Regions from separate parts of the Mus musculus genome. Here region 2 is linked to region 1. The links are chromatin contacts, called in public HiChIP or PLAC-seq maps. All regions are on one chromosome and are shown on one strand. Each heading gives the region's core, a stretch centred on a gene start, on an enhancer-like site or on the middle of the called end of the contact. The rest is flanking DNA. Distances are from core to core; before and after follow the strand shown.

The links. HiChIP or PLAC-seq counts read pairs in DNA pulled down with a chosen protein or histone mark.
Region 2: an HNF4G HiChIP or PLAC-seq map of pancreatic cancer cells shows a contact between it and region 1. The contact joins the promoter of Wdr73 here to the promoter of Fanci in region 1. A contact is called at or near these places in 1 of 39 promoter capture datasets (pre-B cells) and 2 of 115 datasets of contacts at active chromatin or transcription factors (embryonic stem cells and pancreatic cancer cells).

The regions. Positions count from the first base shown.
Region 1 is chr7:79,389,142-79,394,568 of GRCm38.p6, forward strand. It overlaps Fanci (Fanconi anemia, complementation group I), which reads left to right and starts at 3,197. Exons shown (of 38, transcript NM_145946.2): 1 at 3,197-3,250. It also overlaps a transcript of Rlbp1 not described here.
Region 2 is chr7:80,897,971-80,903,397 of GRCm38.p6, forward strand. Wdr73 (WD repeat domain 73) reads right to left here and starts at 3,299. Exons shown (of 8, transcript NM_028026.2): 1 at 3,215-3,299; 2 at 2,674-2,741; 3 at 2,378-2,466; 4 at 533-621; 5 at 1-17. The coding sequence starts at 3,255. It overlaps Nmb (neuromedin B), which reads right to left. Exons shown (of 3, transcript NM_026523.4): 3 at 4,257-4,533. The coding sequence ends at 4,498.

The DNA.
Region 1 (5,427 bases), core at 1,947-4,446:
AAGTAATGTTAATTTTGCTTGAAAAGCTGGCTATAGACAATCATCAGAATCTCATTCCAATCTTATTTGCTAATATTAACTCCTAGATCACACACACACACGTGTGTGTGTGTGTACATATATATATGTTCACACATATGTCTATACACACATATATCTATACACACACACATATATATACATGTACATACACATATATATCACAATGGGTATGAAAGAGTTAAAGAGGCTGTACCATTCAGAAAGGTATTCAGTAAGTTTTAGAAACTCAAGGTCAGAGCTGTTCTGGTGCAGAGGTATCAGACCCAAGTTTAGGAAGCAAGTAGAGGCAGCTACATCTGGGTTTTTGTTTGTTGTTGTTTTTTGAGACAGGGTTTCTCTATACAGCCCTGACTGTCCTGGAACTCACTATGTAGACCAGGATGGCCTTGAACCCAGAAATCCACCTGCCTCTGCCTCCCAGGTGCTGGGATTAAAGGTGTGTGCCACCACTGCCTGGCTGTTATTTTTTTAAATGTGTGTACATGAACACTCATGTTTGTATTAGCAGCTATGTATGCATGTGAAGTTCAGGTCAGAGGACAACTGTCAGTGCCATGTCTTGGGTTCTATCCACTTTCTTTCTTTTCTTTTCTTTTTTTTTTTTTTAATTAAAGATTTATTTATTTATTATATGTTAGTACACTGTAGCTGTCTTCAGACACACCAGAAGAGGGCATCAGATCTCATTACAGATGGTTGTGAGCCACCATGTGCTTGCTGGGATTTGAACTCAGGACCTCTGGAAGAGCAGTCAGTACTCTTAACCTCTGAGCCATCTCTCCAGCCCCTTTTTCCTTTCCTTTCCTTTCCTTTCCTTTCCTTTCCTTTCCTTTCCTTTCCTTTCCTTTCCTTTCCTTTCCTTTCCTTCCCTTCCCTTCCCTTCCCTTCCCTTCCCTTCCCTTCCCTTCCCTTCCCTTCCCTTTCTTTCTTTTTTTTTTTTTTTTTTTCTTTTCTTTTTTGAGACAAGGTCTCTCATTGGTCTGGAACTCACCAAGTCAGCTATGCTAGCTGGCCAGTGAGCCCCCAAATCTGCCTACCTCTGTCTCCCTGGCACTGGGATTACAAATGAGCGCCCCTTAAGTACCTACCTAGTGGCTCACATAGGGAGTCTAGCTGGTGAACTGAATGGGGAAAGATTAGCTGCTTAGTTAAGGAGGTCTGCCCCTGAGTGGAAAAGCTGATGCTAATCCAAATCTATCCTTTATCTTACTAACACTGTTAATGCTGGCCAGCCACGTGTTGGAGCATATTCGCAATCCCAGGCACTTGGGAAGTAGAAGCAGGAGGATTAGGAGTTCCAGGCCTGTTAACACCTTAGCATTACTTCTAGGCCCCGCCCAGCAGTTACCTAGCAACTGCCAGGTAAACTGGGGTTGCTATAAAAGGGACTGTTTGGTCTCTCTTCACTTTCTGACTTTCTCTCTCTGACCCCCTTTTCTCTCTCTGACTCCTTTCTCCCTCTCCTGCCCCACTCCATGTTCCTGGCCAGCGTCTTCTCTTTGTCTCTTTGTTCCAGCTCCATATCTTTCTCTCATTCTATCTCTCCCCTCGCTCTTTCTCTGTCTCTACTCCCTTCTCAACCCCCCTTCAACAGAATAAACTCTATGCTATACTAGACCTATGGCTGGTACCTTGCAGGGAAGGATGCCTTAGCGTGGGCCCACTGAGGTACCCTAACCCACTGCACCGTACCTCGCTCTTTAAAACATATTGTTGACTTTACAAAACACATCAAGGCCAATCACAGTTATGTCGCAAGTTAAAACCCAGCCTGGGCTAAGTGGGATCCTGACTAAGAAAACATAAGCAAAAAGTTAATGTTGCCGGGCGTGGTGGCGCACGCCTTTAATCCCAGCACTCGGGAGGCAGAGGCAGGCGGATTTCTGAGTTCGAGGCCAGCCTGGTCTACAAAGTGAGTTCCAGGACAACCAGAGCTATACAGAGAAACCCTGTCTCAAAAAACCAAAAAAAAAAAAAAACAACAACAACAAAAAAAAGTTAATGTTAATAAAAAAACAGGTAGCCAGGCAATGGTGGCACATGCCTTTAAACCCACCATTGGGAGGCAGTGGCAGGTGGATTTCTGAGTTCGAGGCCAGTCTGATCTACAAATTGAATTCCAGGACAGCTAGGGATATACAGAGAAACCCTGTCTCAAAACAAAACAAAAACCAAAAATTAATAAATAAAATAAATTAAAAACAGGTACTATGTTATTCATGTATCGGGGTAGACATTCATACAAACAATTTAATAAGTGTTATTAGATGCACACATGGAATGCTTATTTAATCTGTATAGATTGTTAACAGATTTACAGCTGAATGGTGCAGTCCTAGAAGGAGTTTGGAACTAGAAGGAGTTTGGAAGGAAGGTTTTGTGGGAAGATGGGATGAAGCCATCTGTTTCTTTAGTGAAGTAAAGGATTCCCCTCAGGGATCGCCCTCACCCTCAGCTGCTGGTTTTTAACAACTTCTCATATTTCAGTGTGGAGACCTAAATGTAGAAGAGTGATTCCCGAGAGGAATCCTTTGCTTCACTAAATAGTAATGCCTCTGCTTCTCCTCTACCATCCTAAGCACCTTCACATGCTTAGCTAGCCAGGAGCTTGTTGATTCTGGGCACTGTGCACAAGCTGCACCCTCAATCTAAAGTAGAATTTCGGTCCACTGCTTCATTGATCTTGACGGTGCACTCAGGTGGTTATTTACGAATGTATTGAACATTCACTGCTTCTGGGACGGACGGACACACACACTCACACTCACACTCACTCTCACTCACTCACTCACTCACTCACTCACTCACTCACTCACTCACTCACTCACTCACTCACTCACTCACTCATGCGGGCGCGCGCGAGGTGCTTCCGATGCAAAAGACCTGACCCTCCATCAATTGGTTCAATCTCTTCTGCACTGACTTCAACTACAGAGCTCTAAGAAAGCTTAACCCGGCCATACCATAACGCGCATGCTACTCTGAGGTTCCCCCCAAAGCGTGTGAGCCGGTTGCACCTCCCTCTCCCGCGAATTTGGGCCATCATCTCCGCAAAGATTCCCCCACTTTGTCATCTAAAATGGTACGCCCTACAGAGTTAGGAAGTCGGAAGTGCACCTCGGGGGCGGGACCTGTTGCTCTGGGCAACGGAAGTGCGGCTGCGTGGAGTAGAGCGGGAATTTTGGAAGGATCCCGAGCTGAGGTTGAGGTGACTGTTCAGGGTCTGTGCTTACAAGGAGGGAGGAAGTGGGACGGTGAGGACAGGCAGGGTCCCCTTGCGACGTGGCGTCCCGCCGTGCCTGGTTTCTGCGCAGGGGTCGGGGACATCAGCTTTGGCGGGTTTTTGCGAGGCTCGCTCCGTTCTGCCCTCCCTATTGGCCCTGCCCTGCAGTGTCAGCGCCTGCTTCTGGAGGGTCCCGCAGCCGGGTTTCGCGCGTGGAGCCCAGTGCCAGTGGGAAGAGAGGCCATTGACTTCGCATAGGATAGGCAGGATACTCAAGACGTGCACTGTCGAGCAGAACGGAGCTCCAAAAGCTAACGACCCCACCAGATGTTTTATTTAATTTCTCCATTTACATAGCGTTTATTTTAATATACAAAGCAATCACCCAGCCACCACTATAAGCACTTAGTATATTTTCGGCACCGTATATAGAAGTTAAGGTAGTAAAATCTACATTAGCTGCCTTATTTTATAGTTTCTGTTTCCTTTTAGTTTTGTTTTTGAGTCAGTGTCTTATATTGGCTACAGAGTGTGCCTGGTCATGTTTCCACCTGAGTGCTGGGATTACAGGAGAGCATCAACATGCTAGGTGTATACAAGTCTAGGGTTATGACGTCATCCAGCCCAGGGCGGCAGGCCTGCTAGGCAGTTCTACCGGCAGAGTTACGCCCTCTGGCCCACATCAGATATTTCTTATGTCCTTAATATAAGCTTGTTACTGTGCTCAAGATAACGATAAACCAAACTGGAAATACTCATGGAACTGTAGACCAGTGGGGGACCTAGCCATTAATTTAAAATGTAATATTAGAACTTGCCGGGGGAGGGAGGGGGGCTGGTGAGATGTCCCAGCAGTTAAGAGCATTGACTGTTCTTCCAGAGGTCCTGAGTTCAATTCCCGACAACCACCTGGTGGCTCACAACCATCTATAGGAGGATCTGATGCCCTCTTCAGGCAGGGGGATGTATATGCAGCAGAGCACTCATACATCAAATAAAATTGTTTAAAAAGTTAGTGACATTGTGGAAGGAATTTCACTGGTGTTTGTAGAGGAGGTAACACCGGAGCATCTGAGAGAGAGTGAGTTGAGCCGAGGTCTGAAGACTTTGTAGAAATTGAGAGCAAGGATGGGTATCTTTGTTTCAGATGAGAAATCGTTTATAAGGGTGTTGGGGATTTGAAGGACAGAAAACAATTTATTGTTCTTAGAAGAGTGATAAAATCAGAAACAGAATTAGCTCTGTGTACCTTTTCACGACCTCCGGCTTGGGTGGTGGTTACGTGCATAAGAACATCCTTGGTAGAGAAGGAGTGAAACCCAGCATGAAGCACCCCAGCTTCAGAGTGGCTTAGAGCTGTGGAGAAGCTCGCTGCGTTTGTAGACTTTGGGTCTGGTTGATTCCACTATCTGATTTTTTTTTTCTAATTCCTTATTTAACATTAAAAAGAAAGAATAGAGTGATGAAGGAAGTTAAGCGAGGGCTTAGACCCTGCAGGACCTGCTCTCTGCGGCCAGAAGAGAGTGCCATGCAGTTGTGAGCCATCTGATGTGGTGCTAGGCATGGAATTCAGCAACTCTGGGATAGCAGGGAAGGCTCAGTACTGAGCCATCTCTCCTGTCCCAGGACTCTGAGCTTGTGTGCGTGTGTGTGTGTGTGTGTGTGTGTGTACGTGTACGTGTGTACGTGTGTACAAGCGCGCATGCGCATGCACACATGTGGTAGCCCTGGCTGTCCTGGAGCTCACTCTGTAGCCCAGGCTTGTCTTTAGCCCACAGAGATCCACCTGCCTCTGCCTCCCACTTACTGAGATTCAAGGAATGTGCCACTGCCACCTGGCTTCCTTCCTTTCTCTTCCCTCCTCCCCCTTTCTCTTCTTCTTCCTCTTTCTCCTTCTCCTCCTCCTCTTCTTCTTCCTCCTCCTCTTCTTCCTCCTCCTTTTGGATTTTTGTCTAATAAGAAAGCAACAGAAAATTCCTTCTAAGATAAGGATGGGTTGGAAGGAAACTATATCATTTGGTTTTTGTTTTCAGAATTGTCTTATTGCTGTGTAGAGGGGAGCAAGTGAAGAAACTGTTTTTGTAGTGGTTCGGTGCTGTCCGAGTAGAGGTGGGAGGAGAGTCAGGGTGGGCTTTGAGAGAGGTCGGTAGGACTTGGCGGTG
Region 2 (5,427 bases), core at 2,049-4,548, 1.5 Mb after region 1:
CACTGGTCACCAGCAACCTGTTCCAGAGAGACGGGGAATCTTAAGAGCAGACATGGAAGCTTGCCCTCCCTACAGCAGCCTTTCCTCTCTAGCCCACTTGGGAGCCCTGGGACCAGCTGCCCTCGTCCAACACATGAGCAGGCTCATCCTGCTTTAGGGACAGGATCACAACTCAAGAAAGCCACAGACTTAGCCCAGGCTGCCACAGGTCATGATGGTCACCTAGAAAGGTCACAAGTAGGAAGCCTGAACACAGAACCCCGACTAAAACCTGAACTTCTGTGGCGTCTGTCAGCTTTCAGACAAGCTTCAGAGGGCTTTTCCAGTCTGCATTTGGCCCCTGGAGCAACTGCACGGACTTGTAGGCTCTACTAGTCAAAATGTCTGCTAAGCTAACAATTTCTTCAGATGCCCCAGGTACACCCACCTATGTCTGTATCCTGAGAAGTGGGCATGCTGATAAAGACAGATGCTGCAGAGCATTTCCTGTCATCCCCAGAGAATGAAAGTCTGGGACACAGACTGGCCATACCTGGTATCTGGCACATGCTTTAGGTCAAAGACAGATCTGTCTGAAAATCCTCCATGGCGTACTTTGAAGTCCCTCTCTGGGTGTAAACCCTAAAAATCGGAGGGGTGGGGCAATCAGACTTTTCATTTTTGGCTTATCTAGGCAGGGTCTCTGTATAGCCCTGGCTGTCCTGGAACTTGCTCTGTAGACCAGGTCGGCCTCAAAATAGAGTGCTGAGATTGGGGGTGGAGAGATGGCTCAGCGGTTAAGAGCACTGACTGCTCTTCTGAAGGTCCTGAGTTCAAATTCCAGCACCCATATGGCGACTCACAACCGACGGTAATGAGATCTGATGGCCTCTTCTTCTGGAGTGTCTGAAGACAGCTACAGTGTACTTACATATAATAAATAAATAAATCTTTTTTAAAAAAAGGCGTTGGGATTAAGGGTGTGCATGCACCACCACGCCCTGCTCAGCACCTGCTTTCCAGATGAGCACTAGGGAAGGAGGCATCAAAGTCACTCGGCTGGACCTCGGCAGGGCTCATCTACTCGTGTAAATATCTACGTACGTGGTCAGCTTCTTTTTTCCCTCCTGCCTATCCCCAAGCCTTTTTCTAGTCTGTCCTAGCCCTTGGATTATGGGGCAAAAACAGTTTACACCTTCCTAGAGGAAGACACAGAAGACAAACAGCTTAACCCAAGAATGCAAAGATTACTACCACCAACCCACTCACCCTCCCACTACAAGCAAGGTGGGTCTTTCTAGCAATAAAGACAAAACAACCATGTAACAAGTGTTCACTCTATTAAGAACATCTGTTTTCTTTCTTTTTTTTTTCTTTCTTTTTTTTGGTTTTTTGAGACAGGGTTTCTCTGTAGCCTTGGCTATCCTGGAACTCACTCTCTAGACCAGGCTGGCCTCGAACTCAGAAATCCGCCTGCCTCTGCCTCCCAAGTGCTGGGATTAAAGGCGTGCGCCACCACTGCCTGGCACATCTGTCTGTCTGTCTTCCTTCCTCTCTCTCTCTTTCTTCTTTTTTTTTTTTTTATTTTTTTTGAGACAAGTTCTGTGTAACCCTGGCTGGCTAGGAGCAGCCACTAGCTACACTCACACATTCTCTCCCCCTATTTCAAAGACTATTCTTTCTCCGCATCATTTAAATGTGCTCCCCAAGGCTCTGCCCTGCCGCCTCAGATCCTGCTCCCTCATCCCAGGCGACCTTACTCATCCACATGGCTCCCTCATCTCTTGTCTGTGAGGGACTAAGATGCTCTGTGAGCACTGCACCACTGACTACTTCTCAAGGCTCTACATTTTTAAAATTTATTTTATGTATGCGGATGTTTTGCCTGCCTGCAAATGCTGGATGCCCTGGAAAGGAGTTACAGCAAGTTGTGAACTGCAATGTGGGTGCCAGGAGTCAAACGCAGATCCTCTGGAAGCGCAGAGTGCTCTGAGCCCCCGAACCATCTCTCCAGCCCACGTCTATTTCTGATAAAGTAAGACTGCTCTTTGCCTGTAGCAGCTCTCCTGCGACCACCTGCTTGTCCTTGGCATTCATCCCCATGCACAGGGGCCTTGTTCTAGACTTTGGTTTTGTTTTTCTTTTTTTTTGAGACAGGGTTTCTCTGTGTAACCTTGGATGTCCTGGAACTCGTTCTGTAGACCAAGCTGGCCCCAAACTCACAGAGATTCACCTGCCTCTGCCTCCCAAGTGCCTGGATTAAAGGTTTGCACACGCCGCCGCCCGCCCCCCCCCCCTCCTTCTGTGGCAGCCCCAGGTACTTGTCAGGCAGAGTAACAGGCACTCCAGAAATGCATAATAAATTGACACAGATAATCAGCTTCTCTATTTAAGTTACCTGGTTTTCCTGTACAGAGAGCCTGAGAGGTAGTATCAAATGAAGAATCTCATTTTTTTTCAAACTTTCATAACCAGCAACAAAGACTCCTGAAATAAAACAGTAACTATGACAAAGAGTTAGAAATATCGTGGATCGTGGCTGGATTTATAAATTCTCCCAATACCTTCCCCATTCTCTGAGTAGCCTTGTGTCAGGGGATGGAAGTTGAATGGGTCTCCCTAGCGGCTCAGACTTTAAAATTCAGCCCATGAGGCAGAAACGCATCTCGTTTAGTAGCAGGCAAGATATATTACCTTTTTCACCAATCCACTCAAGGACTCGAGTGGCTCCTGAGAGGTCAAATGCATGGAAGTCTTGGTACCTGCAGGATAGGGTTACAAAAATCACGCGACGCACAGCTAACCAAGAACTGGGAGATCGCTGAAGGACTGGTGGAACCAGGCTCTGGAGTTAGGTAAACATGGGGCTGAATCTTTTCTTCTGCATTTTCCTCCCTGGTGTATGAGACCGGGCTGGCCATAAGGAACCAAGCCTTGGTTCCTCACCTGCGGAACTCCCATAAAGTTGATTTCCCCAAGTTGAGGTGAACAATCAGGAGAAACCTGTGTTCAAGTTAACCTAGAATCCGGCCCAGGGTAACCGGCCATGTGTGCCTTATCAGCCCTCACATGCGCGGATCTGGTCACATTACTTGCTTACAAAGGACCCAGAGTCCCAGAGCTAGAGGCCGGGGGTCAGGACCTCCATCGGTCCGTGCCTGGGCACTGCCCACGAGCCCACAACCGCACGCGCCCTCTCCCATTGCCCATCAGACCCGCCCACGGGCCAATTTACAATCGCAAAGACTCCACGAGCCAGTCCTCAGCGAGCTCCATAGCAACTGTGGCTTCCGTCGCTCCACTTCCGCCAGCCAGACTTCCTGGGCAGGCGCGCGCTCTCGCGAGGAGAGGGCGTGGTCTTCCGCTGGCTGGGGCGGAAGCGCTCAGCGCTGCGCGAAGCCCTGTTGATGTTTCTTCTGTTCTGTGTGCAGAGTCCGGGTGAAAACGACGCAAAAAAACCAGATCCATCGATGTCAGCTACAAGCAGGATCGGAGACATCAAATATACCCCTAATGTATATTTAGGATCAAGAATGTGCAGCCAAAGAGCTGTCAGTGTCCCAAAGCAGGTACAATACAGACTTAATTGGCACTTCAAGTGAACAGTTAATTTAAGTTTGCGTGTATTGTCCGTAAAGGATACTTAAGGACTTTTTTATTTTTTAAAATGAAAGGAATCTTGTTTAACTGGGGATGTAGCTCAGCTGCTAGAGTGCTTGCCCGGCATGCACGGAGTTAGCTTTTCAGTACCCCGTAAAAATAGACAAAAAACCCAGCGCGGTGGCGCATGACTGATCAGAAGTTTTAGGTCATCATCTGCTGCATAGAGAGTTCGAGGCCAGTCTACTGTTACACAGGACACGATCAACAAAGTATCTGACATTCCAACTTAATTTTTATTCGATAACTTTGGCAACATGTATGGAGGACCCTACATTCGGAGAAGAAAAAGAACACAGCAGGGCTGGATTCTAGTGTGGCTCTCTCCCGTATGCACCAGGTAGTGCACTAAAGTTTGCCATGGGGATCAAAGGTGGGGCGAGTGCAGCATAGTGTAGGTAGCCCCCCACTGCAGGGGAAGAAGCTTTTGGTAGCAGAACTCACTCGTGGCTGGATCAGTGCAGCCAACACAACACCTGACTGCTGAGAGCTGGCTGGCTGGTGCCATGGTGGGGGGTGATGGGGCTTTTCTAAGACCACCCTAGCTCTCTGAACATGCCACCCTCCAGAACCCTTCCCTCTTTCCTCAAATGTGGGTGGAAGGAGAGGCCCAGACATTCTGTGTAAAGAGCAGTATTTTTATTCACCACTTCACCAGGGAAGCAAGAAATACAGCAGGAAAGACTTTGTGTCTGCATCATTAACATTCCTGGTGACCCAACCAGAAATCACAGTAACAGATTAACACATTTGAGCTTAGGATTTACATCCAGAGGAGGCCACTGCTAGGGTTCCATTGTCAGCTTCCCTGGATGGACACATTCTAAGCCCAGCATCCGGTTTGTTCCATTATTGGCATCACTTCTGCAGTAGTGGCTCCAGCAGCCTCCTGTACTGAAGGCAAGAAGGGAAGACTTGACTCTGGAGTCCACAAATCAGGGAAATGCTGAGTGTACCCAGGAGGGCAGCTGCAGGCTCTCAGCTGAGCCTCTCAGTGAGAACCTTTCTCCCTGGAAGACCTGAGGAGTCAGGGGGATTGGTTTTCCCAGAATATAGCCCCAACTTCACAGGGTAGTCATGACAACTAAAGGACATCACAGAAACCAAGCCCAAGGCATTGGAGAAGTGTCAGCAACATGCCCTACCCCCCATGCTCTGCTGCAGACCTCACTCCCTGCCACTGGCCATGGCAGTATTGCTTTCTATGAGATTCTCTGGTTGGTCGTGGTATTTCAGGTCTTCCAAATAATGTCCCTAGAGGTGATGCGCTCTCTCTCTCTCTCTCTCTCTCTCTCTCTCTCTCTCTCTCTCTCTCTCTCTCTCTCTCTTTCTCTCTGGACTCAGCTAGCCCAAGCTTCTCGCTTTTGCATCAGGGGTTCCAGGGATGTTTGCTGGGACTGGAGGTAGACCTGCTTCTAAGGAATGTCTCTTCTCTGAGCATGTTCACACTGTGCTAAGCATAGTAGGGGTAGGAAGGGCGTCATAGCAAAGTCCTGCCAGAGGCTTGCAGACATGTGGTAGGAACTCCTGCTTCCAAGAGCTTTCTGGTTGCCCAGAACTGGACTGCACGTGATACAAATGATCTCATCTACTGGGAGGTGGGCCTGTTGTTTCTATTTGATGAAGACACATTTCTAAGGTTCCCCTAGCTAGTTAGCTAGGTGTGGCCCCAGCATGCATCCTACCCATCCCACTGCCTTCTGCACACAGCAATGAGTACCAGGGGACACCAGCAGGAGCCAAGAACGGAGGAGCTGCCACACCACCTGGCAGCACCACAAGGCCTTG